Linked DNA regions of Sus scrofa: region 1 is linked to region 2. Evidence: chromatin contacts called from public Hi-C data. All regions are on one chromosome and are shown on one strand. Each heading gives the region's core, a stretch centred on a gene start, on an enhancer-like site or on the middle of the called end of the contact. The rest is flanking DNA. Distances are from core to core; before and after follow the strand shown. Region 1 holds the start of DLL4 (delta like canonical Notch ligand 4). Region 2 overlaps INO80 (DNA helicase INO80).

Evidence for each region. A called contact is a pair of places that touch in the nucleus more often than the background predicts.
Region 1: a Hi-C map of liver shows a contact between it and region 2, with 2.4 times the contacts expected there. The contact joins the promoter of DLL4 here to the enhancer-like site in region 2. A contact is called at or near these places in 4 of 47 Hi-C or Micro-C datasets (embryonic fibroblasts, liver and skeletal muscle) and 1 of 2 datasets of contacts at active chromatin or transcription factors (skeletal muscle).

The regions. Positions count from the first base shown.
Region 1 is chr1:130,383,495-130,387,695 of Sscrofa11.1, reverse strand. It overlaps DLL4 (delta like canonical Notch ligand 4), which reads left to right and starts at 1,285. Exons shown (of 11, transcript NM_001244418.1): 1 at 1,285-1,660; 2 at 1,772-2,041; 3 at 2,519-2,576; 4 at 3,350-3,613; 5 at 4,018-4,078; 6 at 4,165-4,201. The coding sequence starts at 1,595.
Region 2 is chr1:130,303,782-130,308,213 of Sscrofa11.1, reverse strand. It overlaps INO80 (DNA helicase INO80), which reads right to left. Exons shown (of 36, transcript XM_003121588.5): 27 at 1,901-2,028. Among named protein-coding and RNA genes, the nearest start is that of CHAC1, 57 kb to the left of the region's middle. Within about 2 kb of position 2,918, at least 16 of the 83 cell types and tissues checked have an H3K27ac peak or open chromatin away from gene starts, as enhancers often do. A contact at or near this core is called in liver, where this site is marked.

The DNA of each region.
Region 1 (4,201 bases), core at 36-2,535, 81 kb before region 2:
GAGAACTCTCCGGCACCCCCGACACTAGTAGAAGCCGGCTCTCCCCAGTCTAAAGCCTCCGGGGATCACGCCGGTTCCGGGAAAGCAGCTGCGTTGCCGCCGCTCTGAGAAGTGGGGCCACCCGAGGGAGCTGCGAAGGCAAGACGGTGAAACTGCCTGAAACTTAAACGAGTCCCCGCGCTTCCAGTTCCACCCTACATTTCGCCGTATGAGGAGAGGACCCGGGTCTGCCCAGACTTAGCCTCTCACGTTGACTCGCTAGTGGCTTCAGCCAACTCAGGAGCCAGGGGAGTTCCTCCCTGCCTCAAAGGAGCGACAGGACGCGGGCGGTCGGGGGCTTGGGGCAGCTGGGGTGGAGGGAGAAGGTGGGCGCTGGAGCTGAAGCTGAAGCTAAACCTAGGTGAGGGGAGGCGCTTGGAGGCGGGGCCAGACCCTTATTACCATACAGCTGAGGACGCGCCCCCCTTATTCCCGGACCACGCCTCCTATCCCCTGCACCGGGACTGTGCGTCTGGGGACTGGCACGCACAGAGCCCAGGCGGGAGGCAGAAGGGGCAGGCAGAAGGAAGGAGGCACGCTCTGGACGCCCCCTACCCCCGCGCAACCGGAGTGGGAGAAGCCAACCAGGTGGAGGGCCGAGCCCCTGAGTCTTAGACGCTTGGCTCTTCGCCTTGCCCCGAGTGGCCACTGAAAGGATAATGCCTCCGCTAGCTTCCCTGCTGTACAGGGGAGGGGGCGTGGTGGGTGGACGCTCACAGGTTGCGGCCGGGCGACGCCAGGGCTCCCGAAGCTTGGGGAAGGTGGAGATTGGAATTCTTTAGCACTAGTTTCGCTTTCTGAGCTTAAGTTCTTTTTACCTGCTCTAGTGCTGCAGGTAACTAATGCCGGCTGCGGACACACCACCCACGGGGACTCCCCAATGTCTCCGCCCCCACAGCCATCCGGGAAACACTCGCTCACCTCCCGCCCCATTCCTCTCGGCCCTCCCCCTATCCTCGCACAGCCGGGGTCGCGGCTTGTAACCCCCAGTTGTGGAGAATTGGTTTCTTCGACAAGCGCTGAGCTGGGGGATCCAGGGGCTGAGAGCTGCACGGAGGGGCGGGGACCTGTGCCTGACTGGCTGACGGGGAGGGGGGAAGGCGGGGGCGGAGGCCCCCTCCGGGCGGCGCTGGGGCTGTAGCAGCTAGAGGCTCGAGGGGAGGGGAGAGTGACCACGAGTCTGAGTGACAGGCGGGTTAAGAGAGGAGCCAATATATATAAGGAAAGCTCCCGAACGCGCAGGTTTCAGTAGCGGCGCTGAGCGCAGACTGGGAACGCGAGGCCAAGAGCCGCAGTTCAAGCCGCCTCAGTGCAGTATACCCGGGCCCTCGTCTGCTTACAGCCCCAGGATTAGCCCGAGGACACGTCCTCAGAGCGGTCGCCGCCCGGTCGTCCTCACCTGGATTACCTACCGCGGCAGTTGGAGCGGAGTTAGCGAGAAAGCGAGGCGTGAGGAAAGCCCCGAGTGGAGCCTGGCTTTTCAGGGACCCCTCCGGCGGTTGGACGCGCGGGAAAGCTTCACGGTCGGCGGGTGGAGAGAGCGACGCCCCGGGGAATGGCAGCTGCGTCCCGTAGCCCCTCTGGCTGGGCGCTACTGCTGCTAGTGGCACTTTGGCAGCAGGTAACGTCCCGCGCCCCCTCCGCCCCTTCCCACCGCGCCGCGGGCTACAGCCCCTGGCGTCCGCCGACCTGACCGCTCTCCTTCCTCCTTCCCTCCGTCCCTGTGCAATAGCGCGCGGCCGGCTCCGGCGTCTTCCAGCTGCAGCTGCAGGAGTTTGCCAACGAGCGCGGCGTACTAGCCAGCGGGCGGCGGTGCGAACCCGGTTGCCGGACCTTCTTCCGCGTCTGCCTTAAGCACTTTCAGGCGGTCGTCTCGCCCGGGCCCTGCACCTTCGGCAGCGTCTCCACGCCTGTGCTGGGCACCAATTCCTTCGCCGTCGGGGACGACAGTAGCGGCGGCGGACGCAACCCTCTTCAACTGCCCTTCAATTTCACCTGGCCGGTGAGCACAGTCTGGGCTCACTGGGAGGCCGAGAGAAGGGATCTCCCTGAGATTAAAGCCCTCTCCCTAGATTTCCTCACTCCCTTCCAAAAAAGTGGGGCGCTCTCTTAGGATCCTTTCTTTCGATGCCTGGGACCTCACCCTCTAGTAGGCTCTCACTCGTCTCTCTCTTCCCTGTTCTGCGCCCTCTGTTCCCCTAGCTCTTGAAATACGATTTTCATCACCTACCACCCCAGCGGGTCCTCTACCTTCGAATGAGTCTCACGTACATTCCCCCATCCCTCAACCCTCCTCCTACCCGGGGTTCTTTCCCCTTCCCTGCTTGCGCGGGATGATGAGCCCGTTATGTTGACTCGGGTACAGTAACTGTATCCTGCAATTAGATTAATTAAACCGGCTGCAACAAGGCACTCCCACCACCCCCTGTTCAACTTGCTTTCTTTCTGTCTTCCCCCGCCCCCTCCTTTCCGTTCCCAGGGTACTTTCTCACTCATCATCGAAGCTTGGCACGCGCCAGGAGACGACCTGCGACCAGGTGAGTAGCTCGCTCCGCGGCCACAGGGGGGCGACACGGCGCAGCGCCGAAAGAGTTAATCTGAAATAGGCGGGGGAAGTGCGGGGTGGAGGGTGGGGGGCAGGACGCTTAGCTTGGCCGGGAGCTGCGCCCCGCGCTGGACGCTCAGATTCCGCCCGCTGCCTGGACTCTGAGCACAATTGCGTTTCCTGCGGGTTATTTTTGGCGTGGGAACGCGGGGAGCACGGCGGTGAGAAAGGCCGAAGCTGCCAGCGCCGCTGACGGGCCCCTTCCTGTATTTTACACCTTTCGCGAATTCCGCTCCTTTGGAAAGGGAATAATGGCTTTGGGATGTTGTTCTGACACAGAGGAAAAGGATATTTCAGCAGCACAACAATCCTCACTTTGAAAAGGAAAAAGAAAAGCAGTACCCATCTCTGAGGGCAGAACCCCTGAATGGGCACCAGAGGACCCCTTGCTCCCAGAGTCCTCAAAGGCCTGGAGAGCTTTTCTTTTTCTCCCCCCACCCCATTTTGACCTCTTTTCCTCTTTCCCTTGCCTATCTGCCTCCAGAACACTGGATAGCTTAACATCCTTCTATTGTCCCCTTTTTGAATGGTATCAGGCCCTCTGCACATGCATGCACAGAGCAGCTAAGCAGTGGGACACTTGGGTTCCTCTGGCCTGTGCTTGCTGGCAGGTGGGGATCATCTGGACAACTGGTTTGATCCAGAAGTTGCTGGCACTCTTGGGGCCTGGCTGCCCTTCCTTGACCTGGCCCTCTGCCCCTTCAGAGGCCTTGCCACCAGACGCACTCATCAGCAAGATCGCCATCCAGGGCTCCCTTCCTGTGGGCCAGAAGTGGTTACTGGATGAGCAGACCAGCCCTCTCACAAGGCTGCGCTACTCCTACCGGGTCATCTGCAGTGACAACTACTATGGGGACAGCTGCTCACGTCTATGCAAGAAGCGCAATGACCACTTCGGCCACTACGTGTGCCAGCCAGATGGCAGCCTTTCCTGCCTGCCTGGCTGGACTGGGGAGTACTGCGAACAGCGTAAGCAGCCAAACCCCCGCCTGCATGGAGGGGGGTCCCGGAAACAAATACTGTAGCATCTTCTCAGCTGCATCCTCCTATGGAGAGCAGGTCTGACTCTCCACTAACTGGGCCTCAGAAACAGCTGGGGATGCTTAGGATGGGCTTGGACTCTGCCCTGTCTTCTTAATGCTCCTCCCCATCATGCTAAGGCCCACAAGGACCTCATGACTGCATTCCCTCCAGCCTGGATTCTGCTTCCTGTGCTATCATTTCTCTTTAAGATATCCATGGCTCCCCTGGGAGGCCAGGAGTGGGAAGTGAGCCCAGGCGAGCTGGGGGCACCCTCAAGGCCAGGAGAGGAAGAGGGAAGCTTCAGAGTCATTGGCATCCCACCCTCACCCAGCCCTGTTTTTTTTCCTCAGCTGTCTGTCTTTCTGGCTGTCATGAACAGAATGGCTACTGCAGCAAGCCAGCGGAGTGCATGTGAGTAGAGGACAGGAAGCAGTGAGGGAGGATCTGTCCCCTGGCCAGGCCCTCACCTCACCCTCAGCTTCTCTTTTGTTTTACAGCTGCCGCCCAGGCTGGCAGGGCCGCCTATGCAATGAA
Region 2 (4,432 bases), core at 1,669-4,168:
GTACTTTATCCATAAAGAGTCCCACTGAAGAAAAGTTACTCATTTTGCTTTTGGCTACTGGCATCATTTAGTTTGAACAGAACATTAATGATGTAAGCAGTCCTTTTATTTTGGATTATTGCTGGTAGGACTATTAACCATAACATGGTAACCTATAGTCACTTATAAGCATTTTTTCCATTATTTAGAAATAGATGACCTACTCACATAGAAACCAGAAAGTTTTGCCTGCTGATAGCATTCCAGGGGGTAAACACTGAATTAAACAGAATACTGAGTGATTAAATTGACCTCGGGCATAATTTGTTACGTCTCTTGCTAAAAGAAGTTGCGTAATTATTTAAAAGAGCCTAGCACCAAGTTCAGATAAATTCACTGCAGAATTTAGAGAGCCAGTATTGGCTTCTGAAGAACCTAAAATTCTTCCCCATTGCTACCTTTCATTCCTTCTGTACTGACAGAATCTCTACTCCCTTATTCCTAGGTAGGAATAATCATGTTCCAATTTCTACTTATTTAGTACCAACTAGTCCCCAGGGGTTAGAATTTAAAGCCTTAGATATGTAAACCCATGGAATAACATGAGAATATTTACACAGTACTGACATCTAGGTGCTTTAGCTTCTCAACAGGTAGCTTTCCAACTTTCTTGCACTGAAAGACCTACTCTAGTGGTCTGTGATTTATTTGTCCTCACTTTCACTCCCATTTCTATGTCCCTCAAATAATAAGCCACTACTTCAACCACAAGAAAGCAGATAAGTAACACAAAAGTAACAACAACAACAACAAAAAAAACCAAAAGCTTTCTCGCACAATAAAACAGGGTTGTATCTCTCACTATAACCCAGTAGTTATCAACTTTGGTTGCATATTAGAATGACTTTGGGAACTTTTTAAAATTTATTTTTTATTTTACTTTTTGCTTTTAAGGGCCACACCTGTGGCATATGGAGGTTCCGATGCTAGGGGTCGAATTGGAGCTGTAATTGCCAACCTACACCATAGCTCATGGCAACGCCGGATCCTTAACCCACTAAGCAAGGCCAGGGGTTGAACTCGCATCCTCATGGATACTAGTTGGGTCCTTAACCCGATGAGCCACAATGGGAACTCACCTTGAGGGCTTTTAAATATCCTAATGCCTTGGCCTCCTTCCAAACTTTTTATATAAGAATCTCTGAGGATGGAACTGGACATTAGTATTTTTTTTAAGCTCTCCCAGAGGACCACAAATACAGTCAGGAGGAGAACTACCACATTAACTTAGGTTAAATAGCTGTTCTCTGGTTTTTCACACAAATCCTGTTTTCTATATGGAATTTCAGAGGACTTTTCAAGAAATTTCTAGGCACTGATATGCTTTAAAATTAGGGCATTTCTGGAGTTCCTGTCGTGGCGCAGTGGTTAACGAATCCAACTAGGAACCATGAGGTTGCGGGTTTGGTCCCTGCCCTTGCTCAGTGGGTTAACGATCCGGCATTGCCGTGAGCTGTGGTGTAGGTTGCAGACGCGGCTTGGATCCCACGTTGCTGTGGCTCTGGTGTAGGCCGGTGGCCACGGCTCCAATTAGACCCCTAGCCTGCGAATCTCCATATGCCTTGGGAGCGGCCCAAGAAATAGCAAAAAGACAAAAAAAAAAAAAAAAAAAAAAAAAATTAGGGCATTTCTTTCCTAGTAAAAGGAAGGAAAGGAGGTGATTCTAGTTCACTGATATAAGGAAGGAGGCAAAAGTCCTTTGCACACTCTCATATCTGCTAGGAATTGCTTCTCCTCCCTTTACAGACAGTAAAATCACAAAGACAAGTTTTGAGTTCCTATAAGCAGGACTGACATTAGTCACACACTAACACAAGTTAAATATCAAGTTGTCCTAGGTCCCCAAGGCTCCTTCTCCTACCTCCAGCAGGTCTATCATCCTGGTCATCTGGGAGTAGATAAGGACCCTATGTCCTTGAGACTTGAGCCGAGTCAGCAGGACATCAAGGGCATACAGCTTCCCACTGTCAGTGATGAGGCTCTCCTTGCCTAGGGAGAAGAAAAGAGGGGAAGCGGGAAACTATTTAATTGAAGCAGCAAAATCACTCACTGCAAAGCTGTATGCAGCCAAAACTACTACAACCAGGATGCTTATCATCATGAGAGCAGGAAAGTACTCTAGGGAAGAATGCAAAATCATATCCAGTAGTGCTCTGGGAAGAAAAATCCTGAAAGAAGGATGTGTAGGTTCCCTCCCAACTGACAGTTTCCAGTCAGACAGCTGCTGCTAAGGCATCAGAAAGCTGTCCTGATTCACATTCTTATTCAAGAGATAGCAGATACATGTGGACATCTGAGAGTAATGTCTGTGCTGAAAGTGACCTGAGAAATGTGTTTTTTCTTTCTTCATCCTATCTCTAGATATCCATTTCTGCTAGTTCTGTGGCTAAATGGTTACCTCCGGAAGGCATGAGAATGCAAAGATATAAGGGCTCCTTCTTGTCTGTCTCTGGAGACACTTAAACACCAAGAAGTGAACTTAACAAAACAACAACAACAACAACAAATAAAACAACAAAAAAATCCCCAAAAAACAAAAACCAAAAAAACCCCCAAAACCAAAACTCCTTCTCTTAGATGATTTCAAATAGGTTGACTGGTAAATGTCATTAGTCATTAATAAAGACACTAGAACTTACTTAGCTTTTCAGCAAGACTGACTTGGGGTTTCTGTGAAATGGAAGCTGCTTTCACTCACTAACTTGTGCTTTCTCCTTCCTCTTCCCATTAAGGAAAAAAAAAAAAAAAAAAAGGCATTTCAGCCAGAGATCTTTAAAGAACACTTAACTCACAAATTTTCATCTTATCCATTCAGTATCATTCAACTCCCATCACATTTCAGGAAGTAGAGTTTCCTGTTTGCAGATTGGTCCATAAACATGCCCTGAACAATTGCTGCTATTAAGAGGAAGAGATGAAACTTAAGGGGCTGGGAGATGTAAGAGCACATTTGATATCAGACGCAAAGAGGGAGACGGAAAGGCTAGAGATATTACACAGACAACTAACCCCTAAAAGTAAAAAAAGAAACCATTAAGAAAAATATACCATCTACCCGTAGTTTCTGGGTTTGAACCCATAGTTTTTCCTCCAGACTATGGAAACTGACTGTTGAGAGCAATCCAAGAGTTTAACGGCCATTTCTCTGTTCTCGTCACTATCTGCCAAGTACACAATTAATTGTATAAACCGAACAAGAACGGATGTGCTGACAGCACCACAACAAATCATCAGCTACTCTGTTTTTGCTACAAAGCCACAGGTCCTGGATGTTTACTCCTCTGCACCGCAGCCTGCCTTTTCCCACCTTCGGAACGCTGCCAGGCCACATTTCTCCCTCTGCCACCCCCTCCCCTGACGCTATGGCACACACCTTTGTTCAGCCTCTTTGTTTGGTCCTGTTTAGATTTGAAATGCTCTCCTTTTTGTTGGTCTCCTACCGACACAATCAAATGACTGCAGCTGGGACAGAACCAATTGCTAAGCCCTTTTGCTGGCACCAGTCAAGGAGGCCTGTATAAATTCCCAGTCTGATCAGGCAGCAATGCTTTCATAACAACTTCAAGGGTTTCTTCTTGTCACAATTACCTTTCTCCTTTAATTGGGTTCCCTGGGGTCCTCCAATTCTGATAGCTCCTAAACATCCCCACAAAAGTACTAATCAGCATTAGACAATAAGTTGTTTTTTTTTCTTCATGAAAAGCACAGGAAGGTGAAAAAAAAAGACTCATATTTTTCAGTCACTGAGTGAGAGTGGGCAAGCTAAGCTCATCAGATTTCTGTAGCCTGCTTATCTACTCTCTCCATTTGCTCCCTCAATACAAATATTTAAGCATATACAAATCTGTCTTGTGCCTGAATTTTGAGAGGCTTCAATTCACCTCAAAATCATGATTCAATGGTTTTCACACATTCCTGCTTCCCACATCTACTTCTCTTTGCTAAGCAGAATAAACTGATGCTAGGATCAGGAAAACTCAAGAAATGAAGATGTATGTACAATTTGGGAGTTCCCACTGTAGCTCAGTGGAAACAAACCTGACTGGTATCCATGAGGATGCAGGTTCAATCCCTGGCCTCACGCAGTGGGTTAAGGATCCGGCATTGCTGTGAGCTGTGGTGCAGGTTGCAGACGCGGCTCATATCCCATGTTGCTGTGGCGTGGTGGAGGCCAGCAGCTGTAGCTCCCATTCAACACCTAGCCTGGGAATCTCCATATGCCGCAGGTGTGCCCCCTGCAGTCAAGATGTATGCACACTTAGAAGAGGAGAACTCTGATGTGCCTAAAAGCAGCAAGAAGTTGCACTAACACTGTTTTAGCTTATTATTGTGTAGGTGTGGTGGTGAAAGTGGATGGACTGGATATCTCTGGATGTCCCTAAAGGAAGTGAAG